2 separate regions of the Oryctolagus cuniculus genome follow, and region 2 is linked to region 1. The links are chromatin contacts, called in public Hi-C maps. All regions are on one chromosome and are shown on one strand. Each heading gives the region's core, a stretch centred on a gene start, on an enhancer-like site or on the middle of the called end of the contact. The rest is flanking DNA. Distances are from core to core; before and after follow the strand shown.

Evidence for each region. Hi-C and Micro-C count contacts between places; a contact is called where the count stands out from the background.
Region 2: a contact with region 1 is called in a Hi-C map of skin fibroblasts, with 6 times the contacts expected there. The contact joins the promoter of GLOD4 here to the promoter of TIMM22 in region 1. A contact is called at or near these places in 4 of 6 Hi-C or Micro-C datasets (ear pinna, embryonic fibroblasts, skin fibroblasts and 1 more).

What each region holds. Positions count from the first base shown.
Region 1 is chr17:46,217,902-46,224,284 of mOryCun1.1, forward strand. It overlaps TIMM22 (translocase of inner mitochondrial membrane 22), which reads right to left and starts at 3,057. Exons shown (of 4, transcript XM_002718896.5): 1 at 2,646-3,057; 2 at 820-1,016. The coding sequence starts at 2,883.
Region 2 is chr17:46,417,592-46,423,369 of mOryCun1.1, forward strand. It overlaps GLOD4 (glyoxalase domain containing 4), which reads left to right and starts at 2,665. Exons shown (of 9, transcript XM_051824572.2): 1 at 2,665-2,820; 2 at 5,270-5,319. The coding sequence starts at 2,731. It overlaps MRM3 (mitochondrial rRNA methyltransferase 3), which reads right to left and starts at 2,639. Exons shown (of 4, transcript XM_017348913.3): 1 at 2,304-2,639; 2 at 1,874-2,118. The coding sequence starts at 2,605.

The DNA.
Region 1 (6,383 bases), core at 1,807-4,306:
AAATAAATGTTTAAAAAGTAACAATTTATTTAAAAGATAAAGAGTAATGCAAGCCTGCAACATAAATACACAAAGTTTCTATTAGTTAGGGCGGGCGTTTGGTGCAGCTTAGGCTGCCCTGGGGATGCCAGCACCCCACATCAGAGTTCTTGGGATCGAGTGCTGCCTCCACGCCCAACCCGGCTTTCTCCTAATGTGCCTGCGAAGCAGCAGATGATGGCTCAGGTGATGGGGTCCCTGCACCCACATGGAGTTCCTGGCTGCTAGTCTCAGCCTGGCCCAGCCCTGCCCTTTGCAGGTACATTGGGGAGTGAACCAGTGGATAGAAGATCTCTCTGCATCTCTCTCTGCCTTTCAAATAATTTTTTAAAAATGCTTAAAGTTTACATTAGGGATCATTTTATGATATAAGCCATAAAGTATCTGATGTTTCTAATCTTTTTTTTTTTTTTAATTCTTTGAAAGAGAAACAGGTTCCTCATCTGCTGGCTCACTCCCCAAACGCCTGCAGCAGCTGGGGCGAGGCCTGGCAGAAGCCAAGAGCCTGAGCCCAATCCCGGATCTCTGATGTGGGTGGCAGGGTCCCAGCTACGTGAGCCATCACCTGCTGTCTCCCAGGGTGCACACTGGGATAGGAGCGGGGCTGGGATTCAGACGCAAGCACTCTGAAGGGGGACGTGGGCGTCCCACATGGTCTCTCAGCCACTGAGTCAGACCCCAGCCCCTGGCCAGCTTTCTAGTAACCGCGCTAAGAGTGTTTCTCTTTAAGAGTGTGAGATGGCAGTCGGCAGGGGTTTCTCAGAAGGCACGGATACTTACAGATTCTACCAAACACTCAGTACACGAAAACATGGCTCCCACAATGGCGAAATTCTTGGCGTAGGACATCCCCCTTTGTCCCATGTCCTTAAGAACCTCCTTTGCAGTCGGTGTACGGTACGGATCCTTGGGATCGAAGCCCACGTTGGTATCAATGCCGGCAGTAAACACCCCGAATGCGCCTCCCAAGACAAATCCTGGAAGCAAACACAGAGATGGGGAATATTCTTGGCATTTTGCGGATGTTTTTTCTGGAATGCCGCCTCGGGATCACGCTCATCAGTGACCTGGATGGCCACCAGTGCAGGAAACGCACCCTCTTGCCACTCACCCGGGTTTCCATATTACAAGGTCCATCCTCTTAGATTTCTCTCTCCTTTTCTTTCCTAACCTGCCTGAAGATTCTGTCTCTAGCCCTCTGTTCTCTCCGTACTCTCTCAAACACATGCCCTCACTCCTCTGCCACGGCCGAGCCCCATGACCATAAGGTCATTTAGGATGCCCAAGTGCCAGACACCAGGCGCTTCAGCCACTGCCTCACCCCCTCTTCCCAGCACCCGCCAGGAGGATGCCAGCACCCTTTCCTTTATACAGATGTGGAAACCAAGGGTCAGCAAGGTTAAGGAACTTCCCCAAGGTCACAGGGCCACGCCGCTGCCCACATCTGACACTCCTGTGGCTCCTGGACATCTGCCCATGGATGCCTCCTCACGGCCTCAAAGGCAGCCCAAGTTCACGGATACCAGGGCCACCTCCCCCCTAGACTTTTCCTTCACTGTCACCACAGCCCTGTATCTCAGCAGTAATTCTGCCTGCTTCCTCGGTTCCCCTGCAACCAGGCAGCTACAGAAGATGGCAAACCCTTTCAGCCTAGCTCTCCAAGCACGACCATGGCCATCTGCGTCCACAGCCGCGTCTCCATCACCCCCACCCTGGAGCGTCAGAGACTCAGGGGAGGCCAAGGGGAGCTTGTCTCAGCCGTCTCGAGCTTGTCTCAGCCGTCTCCACGGCCATCCCACCCAGCCTCTCCTCCTTCCCCACACTCCACCCCGGGTGCCCTTCAGCACTCTCCTAAAAAACAAAGTTTTACCGGTAAGCACGCTAAGGCCTGTGCGCGTGGGCGCAGAGCTCAAATCTCCGCCTCCACTTTCCCCTTTCTCAGCCCTGAGGTTCACCTCTGCTATGGCCTCCCACCCCCCCACCCCCCCAAAGCAGAATCCCTCTTCTCTCTCTCTTTTTCTCACTAGCACTCATTTCTTACAGGTCGTTCGTTCTCAGCGAGACTTAAACTCAGCACACACGCGGCCAGTCTACCCCGTGCCCGTGAAGTGTTCGGGCCGTCCTCATAGCCTCCACAGGTCAAAGAGAGAGAACCAGAGGGCAGGGCCAGCCTCCTCCGGCCCCTGCCCACCGCTGCCTGCTCCCTCCTGGCAGCTCCTCGGCCAAGCCCCCCGTCCACCTGCTCCTCTGAGCAGGAAAACCTCAACTCCACCGGACCAAGGCTCTGCCTCTCCCACCCCCTGTTTCCGCGGCCTGGCGCAGGCCAGTTGCTCAGCAACAAGTTGTTGAATTAAGGATGCAATGAATGAAGAATGAACGAAGTCACCCATTCTACGGCCTGGCCGCCTCCCTCAGAGGGCCTGCTTCCCCGTTCGGATTTCCGAAGGCCAAGCTGACCCCGGGGCCAGAGCCTGAGGTCACCGGGGCGCGACGGGAACGCAGCCGAGGTCGCGCGTCTGCACCGCGGCCCCGCGAGCCCTCCGCCTCCCCGGGGCCCACGCGCCTCGCCGCGCCTCCCCGGGCCCACGCGCCGCGCCGCGCCTCACCTCCCACGCAGGCCAGCGCTGCCTTGAAGGCGCAGCTCTCCATCGCCCTCTCGATCATCTTCTGCTCCTCGCTCTTGGCCGGGCTCGGGATCCCGCCCAGGCTCCCGGGCTCCAGGAGCCGCGGCTGCCGCTTGTCACCCACCAGGTACTGCAGGAGGAGGCTGTACTGCAGCGGGGCTTCGGCGGGCTCCGCGGCCGCGGGCGCTGAGCGCCCGGCGCTGGGGGCGGCCGCCGCCATGACAGCAGCTGCCCCGGGAAGCCCCCGCGTCGCTCTTCCCACAGCAGATTCCACAAACTTCCTGCCAAGCGAGCGACTGGATCTCAACGGCAGATTCGTCGCAGCGGGAAAGCTGCGGAAGACGACATCGGCCTGGGAGTACCTGGCCAGAGCGCTATCGTGTTTCCCGAAAGCCGAATCAAGCTTTTGAAGCAGTCCCAATCAATGGCACAGACAGGCACGTTTCAGTCACAGGGAAGCGCCCTCATCCTTCTGGGGCTGCGGCGTGGTGTGGGCCGGCATTGGTAGCGCTAACCCGAACAGCAACTACATTTCCCAGAAGGCCTTGCGCGTGCTCTCGCGGGTCGAACCGGTCTGGAGCGCGTCAGAGCTCTCGCCTGGCGGGACGCGAGCGGCGTCGCCCCGCGGGCTGCAGTGCGGCCAGGGGCCGGCAGGGGGCGCGTGCGCACTGCCGAGCTCTCTCCGCGTCCGCGTTGGGACCTTGAAGATGTGAAATGTTGGTGACGGGCAGTGCTTTGCAGATTAAACGTGGAGGAATGGCATAACCGTATGTAAGGAGCGATGTGTTCAGTAATTAGAGAACGGAGCAGTAAGAGTGATGCTAGCCCAGCTAAGAGAAGTCAGGATCTGGGATCTGAAGTGACGGACCCTGGTCCAGTACGGAGGGCCAGCCAGGCCGTGCTTGGTGCTGTTGCCCGCGGGGCTGGTGTCCTGTGGCAAGCTGGGCACTAATGCTCGTGTTTTTGCAGCTTGCAAAACAAAGCCAGGAGCCAGGATCTTCATCCGGGTCTCCCATGTGGATGCAGGGGCCCAGGCCCTTGGGCCATCTTCTGATGTTTTTCCCAGGCGCATTAGCAGGGAGCTGTTTGGGAAGCAGTGCAGCTAGGACTCGAACTGGCACCCATATGGGATGCTGGCATTGCAAGCAGTGGCTTAACCTGCTCACCCAGCGCTGGCCCCGTACCCAGAGTTTTCTAAGCTGATGTGAGATTCACTGTTGTACCCCCACCAGGCCATCCTCACTCTGAGGTTCCTAGTGACTTCCCAATTGTTCAGCGCCACGCACACATCACGCTGCTAGACGTCACGGCTGCCTGTGGCCTGGCTGACTGCTCCCTCCTGTGAAGTCTCCAGTTCCAGGGAGCCCCCCTCTCCCAGTTTTGCCGCGGCCTCTGCACTTGCTCCTCTGCAGCTCCCTCCGCCTGGCAGGCTGGCCACACTCACAGCTTTCCCTGCTACTCCCAGTGCCTCATCGACTCCTGCGTTTTAAAAATTTATGTAGCTCAGCCGGTGCCGTGGCTCACTAGGCTAATCCTCCACCTTGTGGCGCCGGCACACCGGGTTCTAGTCCCGGTCAGGGTGCCGGATTCTGTCCCGGTTGCCCCTCTTCCAGGCCAGCTCTCTGCTGTGGCCAGGGGGTGCAGTGGAAGATGGCCCAAGTGCTTGGGCCCTGCACCCCATGGGAGACCAGGATAAGTACCTGGCTCCTGCCATCGGATCAGCGCGGTGCGCTGGCCACAGCGCGCCGGCTGCAGCAGCCATTGGAGGGTGAACCAACAGCAAAGGAAGACCTTTCTCTCTGTCTCTCTCTCTCACTGTCCACTCTGCCTGTCAAAAAAAAATTATGTAGCTCATTATTTTATTTGAAAGCTGGGGGTTGGGGCCGGCGCTGTGGCACAGTGGGGTAAAGCCCTGGCCTGAAGCATCAGTATCCTATATGGCTGCCGGTTCTAGGCTGCTCCTCTTCTGATCCCAGCGCTGTGCTATGGCCTGGGAAAGCAGTAGAAGATGGCCCGAGTCCTTGGGCCCCTGTACCCACGTGGGAGACCTGGAGGAAGCTCCTGGCTCCTGGCTTCGGATTGGCACAGCTCTGGCCACTGTGGCCATCTGGAGAGTGAACCCACGGATGGAAGTTCTCTCTCTCTCTCTACCTCTCTCTGTAACTCTGTCTTTCAAATAAATAAAGTAAATCTAGGAAGGATGGAAGGAAGGAAGGGAGGGAGGGAGGAAGGAAGGGAGAGAGGGAGGGAGGAAGTCGAGGGGAGAGAGCCTCATTGCTGGTTTACTCACCGAATTAATGAAATAGCTGAAACCAGGGTGCAGGAACTCAGTCCAGCAAACTCATGCATTCCAGTATGGGACATCAGTGTCTTAAGTGCTAAACACCCACCCCATGACTCCTAAATCTCGATTTCTAGCCCAGACCTTTCTTTTGTCTTTCTTTCTGAAGCTTTATGTATTGGGGCTGGTGCCATGACACAGCAGGTTAAGCTGCAGCCTGTGGTACCAGCATCCGTGTGAGCACCCATTCGTGTCCTGGGTGCTCCACCTCTGATCCAGCTCCCTCTTGATAAACTGGGAGAACAGCAGAATACTTATTTGAAAGGCAGAGTTACAGAGAAGGAGAATCAGAGATATCTTCCATCTCCTGGTTCACTCCCCAAATGACCATCATGACAGGGGTTAGGCCACGCTGAAACTGGGAGCCAGGAGCTCCTTCCAGGTCTCCCATGTGGGTGCAGGGTCCCAAGGACTTGGCCATCTTTTGCTGCCTTCCCAGGCACAGTGCAGCAAGCTGGATTGGAAGCAGAGCAACCAGAAACTTGAACTGGCGCTCTGGTATGGGCTGCTGGTGTTGGCGGCTTAACCCACTGCACCACAACACAGCCCACTTAGCCCTTTCTTGCAAGCAAGAAGCAAACACTTCTCCCAGGCGGCCCTAACTCAGCACTCTGCCAGCCACCCTCGCCTTCCAGATAAATGAGGGGTCCCAGCCCTGATCCTTGACAAACTCTCAAGAGCCCAAGCTGGACGCAAGATGTCGGGACAGGCTCTCGGGCAAGTCCCAGTCAAAGCAAGGCCCTTGTGGAGAAAGGGACGGCGTAAACAGCTCATCCGTGCCACCTGTTAGAGGGTGGTCATCCGACCGAAAAGGAAGGAGCTGCCTCGGTGGTCAGGAACGATCCAAGCCAGCAGGCGGAGAAATGAAATTCCCCCACGGAGAAATTCCCCCACGGAGAATGCCCTGTGTGGGGCATCCTGGCCCGGCATGGATGGGGAGGGGACAGGGAGAGCCTGAGCTGCTGTCTCCTCCCACAGGTGGAACAAGGGAGTGGGAAGCTCTCCAAGTGTATTCTGAAGGTGAGAAGTGGTGTCTCTGGGCGGAGCCTGCGTTCTCCACCCTGAGGCGTCTTTTCTGCCCACAGGGAGGCCAGGTGGGAACTGCACTGAGGGGTTCAGAGAGAGCAGGGGACAAAGCTGACTTGTGTTCGCAGGGAGGGTTGCAGGGAGAGTTGGAGGACCCATCCCCAGAAGGGTCTGGGGAGTGTGCGGAACTGGAGGAGCCTGACTATGAGAGCCCAGCTGCCTTGCCCTGCCCTCGTGTGCAGTCAGATGGAGCCCAGGAGGAAGAGTGAGCAGCCCTCAGGGTGGAAGGAGGAAGTGCAGTGTGCTGTGTGTGAGTAGTCGCTGGCTCGAGGCCTGGCCACATGAGACCCAGT
Region 2 (5,778 bases), core at 1,415-3,914, 200 kb after region 1:
CATGGATGCGCTGCCCAGCCACGGCGTTGACCACAGAGGCGATGACAGCAACCAGCACTGTTTAGGTCGGGCACCAGTCAAAGCTCCTCACATGCACTGATTTCAAATAAAGATCCCAGTCCTTTAAAGAATGCTCACAAGGCACTGCATAGTCTTGAAAATTTTATGAACATTTTGTTGTATATAATTACTTCAATAAATGGTCTCTGGGGTTAGGAAAGAATGACCGTACTTGCACGGAAACAAGAAAGAACTGAGGATTTTTCCAAGAGACAATGCAGGTAAAAAGTTTACACCACCTGTCGGGGCCATGGAATGGCACTGGGCATCTGGGAGCCGTGAAGATCCCACACTCGGGGCAGGGGTTTGGCACAGCAGCTAAACCGCCACCGGGACGGCCATACCTGGATCTAAAGGTCTGGGTTTCAGTCCCAGCTACTCTACTGCAGTCTCCTGCCACTCACATGGGAGACCAAGACTGAGCTCCTGGCTCCGACACGGCCCAGGCCTGACTGGTGCAGGCATTTTGGGAGGGGACCAGCAGATGTATCTCTGTCTCTGTCTGCCTTTCAAATAAATATAAAATAAATGAGCATTGTTTTCCTGCACAGATGGCCACAAGGCCATTCAGTGGGGCGTGAGCCTCAGATGTCCCTCCCTTCTCCTTGAGCATCTACTGTGAGGGGACCTGCTACTTGCAGAGGCCTCGCTGTGCCCACGGGTTCCAGAGCGTCTCAGCTTGGCCAGGCAGTGCTATCCGTTTCTCTCTCTACCCTCCGCAAATCCACAACAGCATCACACGGAGAAGCTAGGTAATACCAATCTTTAAGTCATGAAATGATGAAAACAGTCGTCACGATGAAGGCCACAAGTCCAAGGTGGACGGCCACTGTGAGCACACATGCCCAAGGCGACAAGCGTGGCACAAATGAATGACTCTCACTGACGCACGCGGTGCAAATTAAAGAGGGGCAGCAAGCAGACACGGACACTCGGTGTAACTCCAGGTTCTTTCCTATTCCAAGTCTCCACCCCATGGGCTAAGAGTTCTGAGTGTAGGGGCACAGATACCTGTGACTCACTGGGTTTCAGAGACCAGCACCCCAAAATCTCCTCTCCCAACCAGGGGCCGCAGAGTTCAAGGATGGAATCTGGGAGCCCAGCACGTGGACTATGAAACACGCTCAGTGGAAAGTCCTGACCTGGCCTTACAAGCTGGATGACAACTCTCCCTCCTCCAACTACCCCTCACCATCCAAGGGGAGCCTCCACACTTGCTGCCATTTGGGCCTCAGATCTTAACTAGAACTCCAACGGCAACAAGGTATAAAGAATTTATCTTCCCCCATATTTAGCCTGAGGTGCTCAAGAACATCACAGATACATAAAACCTCGAGCTAGATCCAATCCAATGAAGAGAGCCTTTTCTGTTCACTGGGCTAACGAGGGCAATCAAGTGCGCCCCTCCTCAGGGATGCTTCTGGAACAAGGCGGCTAACGGCCAGCCACCAACACACCGGCAGGGGCTCTGTGAACGGAGGGCTTGAACCTGCCTGCAAACCTTCTCTTCGGTTTTTACTAGGACAGCTGAAGAAGTGACCTAACAGTGCAAGCTCTGGGACCGCCAGTTCTTCCTGGAGACGACGAAGACCCGAAATACAGACGCAGGGGAACAGTGGCTGCCGCTGCCGCTGGGACACGGAGGGCAAAGCACAGCGAGGCGACAGCTCGAGCTCTCTGCGGGTCTTAAGAAAAGACGGGGCAGTTACATTTTGAGTCTGGGTTAACTAAAATGTGCTGCCGTGAGACAAGTATGAGCGCGCAAGCCAGCCTAGGTCTCTACCCCGAGGCCCAAGCTGGGTTCACCACTGACCCATTATTCCTTGCGGCGTTACCAGGTCGGACCAATCCTTGATATCCTCAAATTTCACCTTAACGAGGCGGACCCCTTTAAGCTTCTCGACCGGCAGCTCCTTTATATATTCCAGACGGCTGAAGAAGAAAACTTGTGGCGCCGCTCCAGCCTTGAGCGCGTCCGCTATCAGCCTGCGACCTTCCAGCAGGATTTTCCCCTGCTTCTCCCGAAACGGCCTGGACTTCACTATTGTCATGACACTGCTGTGGGCGGGAACAGAGAGACACGAGTGACGGTCAGCATCCCGCTTCTGAGACCCACCTGGCTTCGCGGGGACAGCAACAAACGCATGCCGAAGACGGACACTCCGCGCAAAACAAAACCCAGCGCGCTGTCCCGGGGGGACGTCCTCCACGGGGTCCCGCTGGGAGCCCCAGCAGCCCATCACCTCAGCCTCCGGTCTCCAGGCAAAGCCTTATCATAACGAAGCCCGGTCTCTTCCCAAGTGCTGAGCGACCCGGACGCGGCCACGTGCGGCGGCTGTTTCTGTCGCTGCTCCTGGCCACCGGCCTCGGACGCCGCCGTGCGGGGCGGCTTCCGTCCCACCACCTGTCCGGATGGAAACATCACTTTCACGGGGCTCCGTCGCAGCGCCCGCACCCAGCGCCGTGCATCCAGGGCGCCAGCCTGGACCGCCGGCGACAGCAACGGCCGCAGGCCCCGCCGTGCGACCCCCGCCAGCGCCGCCATCTTCCCGTCGCCGGCAGCTGCGTCACGAGCGCGCGCCGCGGTGGCGTCATCGGCGCGAGGCTGGGCTTGCGGGCGGGGCGGGGCGGCGCTGGCGGCGCGCGGCGGCGGTGTGGGCGGCGGGAGTCATGGCATCGCGACGAGCTCTGCACTTCGTTTTCAAAGTGGGAAACCGCTTCGAGACGGCGCGTTTCTATCGCGACGTCCTGGGAATGAAGGTGCTGGACGGGAAGCGGGCGAGGGGTGGGGATGGGGGCCCGGCTTAGGCTCCGGACTTGCCGTGGGCGCCGCGCAAAGCGGTGCGAACTGCCGATTTGGGGTTAGGAGGCCTTTGGCGGGGGAGGGGGCTGGCACACAAAATTCTTGCGCAAGTATTTGTTAAGCTTCTGCCGCTGGCGAGCTCGCAGCCTGGTCGGAGCGACGTGAGCAGACAAAAAGAGATCGCTCTTGCAACGAACGGGAACTCCGTCTCTTCCGAAAGGGGAGCCTTTCAGTGTAGGTACCTGAATAACAGGTTTTGCTCCTGACAGGGCTGGCTTGAGTGGTCCCTTCGGGCTCCGCAGCCTGTCTGCGTAAGTGCCCGGGTCCTCTCATCAGCCCACATCGAAGCGGGGGGTCGGAATCCATTCTCCTCCCGGGTACCCGATAGCAGCCTCTCTCCAGCCCTGAGAAGCGATTCTGCAACGGTTCTTGGGCTGGAAAACGTTAAGTGGACGTTCCCTGGGAGCTCCTGGTTAGCTGGAGGTAGGGAACACGCCAGCGAGGACCTCTTCAGAGGTGCAGGAGCGCTGGGCGGTGCCGAGGCCGTGCCGAAGAGGAGGGTTGCAGACAGCCTTCTGGGAATCCAACTGTCAGTTTTTAGATGTCTGCTCTGTTTTGGGGTGCAAGGCTGAGCTTTTGCAACAAGGTGCACGTGAGCCTGGTATCTGTCCTCATTTAGAGCTCATGATCTGGGGTAGGGTGGGGTGGCCATTGAGTTTGTACATAGAACAGAACTGAAAGCCCTAATTGCCTAAGTGATAGTAGAACACTACAGAGCTCTTTCTTGTTGTATTTTCTTCTTGATCATGGAGTTGTTGTGAGGTTTATGCGTGATTCTCTGTGTCGGATTTTGACTGATACGTGTTATGTGTTACTATTATAAAAATACAAAAGGACAGGTTTCCCAACCTGTGTCATCAGGAAATAATCAAATTGACCTCTAAAAATAGATAGGATTTCCAAGATCAAGGTTAGAGGGGGGAGAGCAGGCGTATAGCCAACAGTTAAGACGCCCCAGTTCCACATCAGAGTGCCTGGCTTCCATTTCCGACTCCCACCAATGCAGACCCTGGGAAGCAGCAGCGATGGCCCCAGCAACTGGGTTTTGGCTAACCACGTGGGAGACCTGGATTGAGTTCCTGGCTCTGGCCCTGGCTGTGGGCATTTGGGGAGTGAACCATTGGATTCTCTCTCTCTTTCTCTCTCTGCCTTTCAAAAAATAATAAGTTTTAAAGATTTGTAGAGATTTATTTAATTCATTTATTTGAAAGGTAGGAAGAGAAAGAGAGCAAGATCTTCCATCTGCTAGCTCACTCCCCAAATGGCTGCAACAGCCAGGGCTTGGCCAGGCCAAAGCCAAGAGCCAGGGACTCCACGAAGTCTCCTACATGGATCAGTGGCAGGGGCCCAAGAACTTGGGCCAACTTGCGTGGCCTTCCCAGGTACCTTGACAGGAAACCACATCAGAAGCAGAGTAGCCGGGACTCTGACCAGCACTTTGATAGGAAATTCCAGCATGTGCCACAATTCCAAACCCAAGTTTTTTAAAAAATGTAAGGGAGGTGTTACACTACACACACTGAATAAGCGATGTGAGGATAGGGTGTGTTTGGGAAACAGCAGTCGTGTCTGCCTTTAGCCAGGGCTGGGCTTGAGGAGCTGGGGTATCAGGGTTAGAGGCTGGGATTGCTTCTGATAGCAGCACCGAGCCGAGGAATTTGGACTTTATGCTGCTGGGAGGAGGGAGCTTGCTCAACACCCTCGCACAGGGCAGCGATGTGTCGAGAACGGTGCTGTAGGGACCTCGTCTCGTGCTGTGATTTGAGTCTTCAGGACAAGCGTTGAGAGTTTGACCTGGCGCAGAGCCTCCTGCACAGGCGCCTGCCGTGTCTGAGGTCAGTGGCAGCTGCTTTAGTGAGTTACACACTCGCCGCCACGGCATCCTGGAGGCCGAGGCCCAGATCGTCAGTGACCCAGCCTGCTCTGAGGCTGGGGCCGGACTTCCCCACTGCACAGCACGGCACTGCTTCCTAGCCTCAGTTGATGTCACGGCTTGCTGGGTAGCCTGGCCTTGGCTATCGGGCTGTGCTTCACCACCACTGCGTCCCAGGGACTGCATTGGAGGGAGGCTGGAGCGGGGAATCAAACCCAGGCACTCTGATGTAGAATGGGGGGTCGTAACCAATCGGCCAAGTAGCCCAGGAAGAGCATGAAGGTAATCTCCTCCCCTCTCCTTCCCTCCCCTCCCCTCTTTTTCTTCCTTTTCTTCTTCCTTCTTTCTCTTCTTCTTCTTGGACAAATAAAGCCTGCAAATGGTAGTACCTGTATTTCGACCTTTTGTCTGAGCTACACTCGCCGGGTGCAGTGGAAGTAAAGCTGTGTCGTTTGTCTGAACTCCCTTGGCAGGTTCTGCGGCACGAGGAGTTTGAAGAAGGCTGCAAAGCTTCCTGCAATGGGTATGCCCCCTGTGTCTGACAGTCTCCTTTGGGCTTTGATCCCCAGGAGAACAGGAGGCAGGAGTAAATTCAACAGGCAGTAAGTTAGCAAAGCCACTCAGGAGCACTGGGCAGTACCCTTCCTCTACAGTGTCACGGTGCTTCGGGTACCCCAAGCAATTCGCCAGCGCTCTGAATACCGCTGGGTATCCTACCCTGTAATTCAGTTCTGATTGCGTCCTCCTGGAGTCAGTGTCAGGTCCCACAGGTCAGGGGCTCAGTCCCATAAGACCACCCCCAGTTCGGAAGTCCAAGCCTCGGGTGTTTCTGATCGGCCAGCTGTAAACGGAATTCTCAAGAGCCCTCTTCGGATGCGATCATTTGCTGAAATGTCTCGCAGAATTCAGAACACTTTACTGTTGACCAGTTTGTTCTAAAGGATACAACTGAGAGACAGCCGATAGCGGAGACGCACAGAGC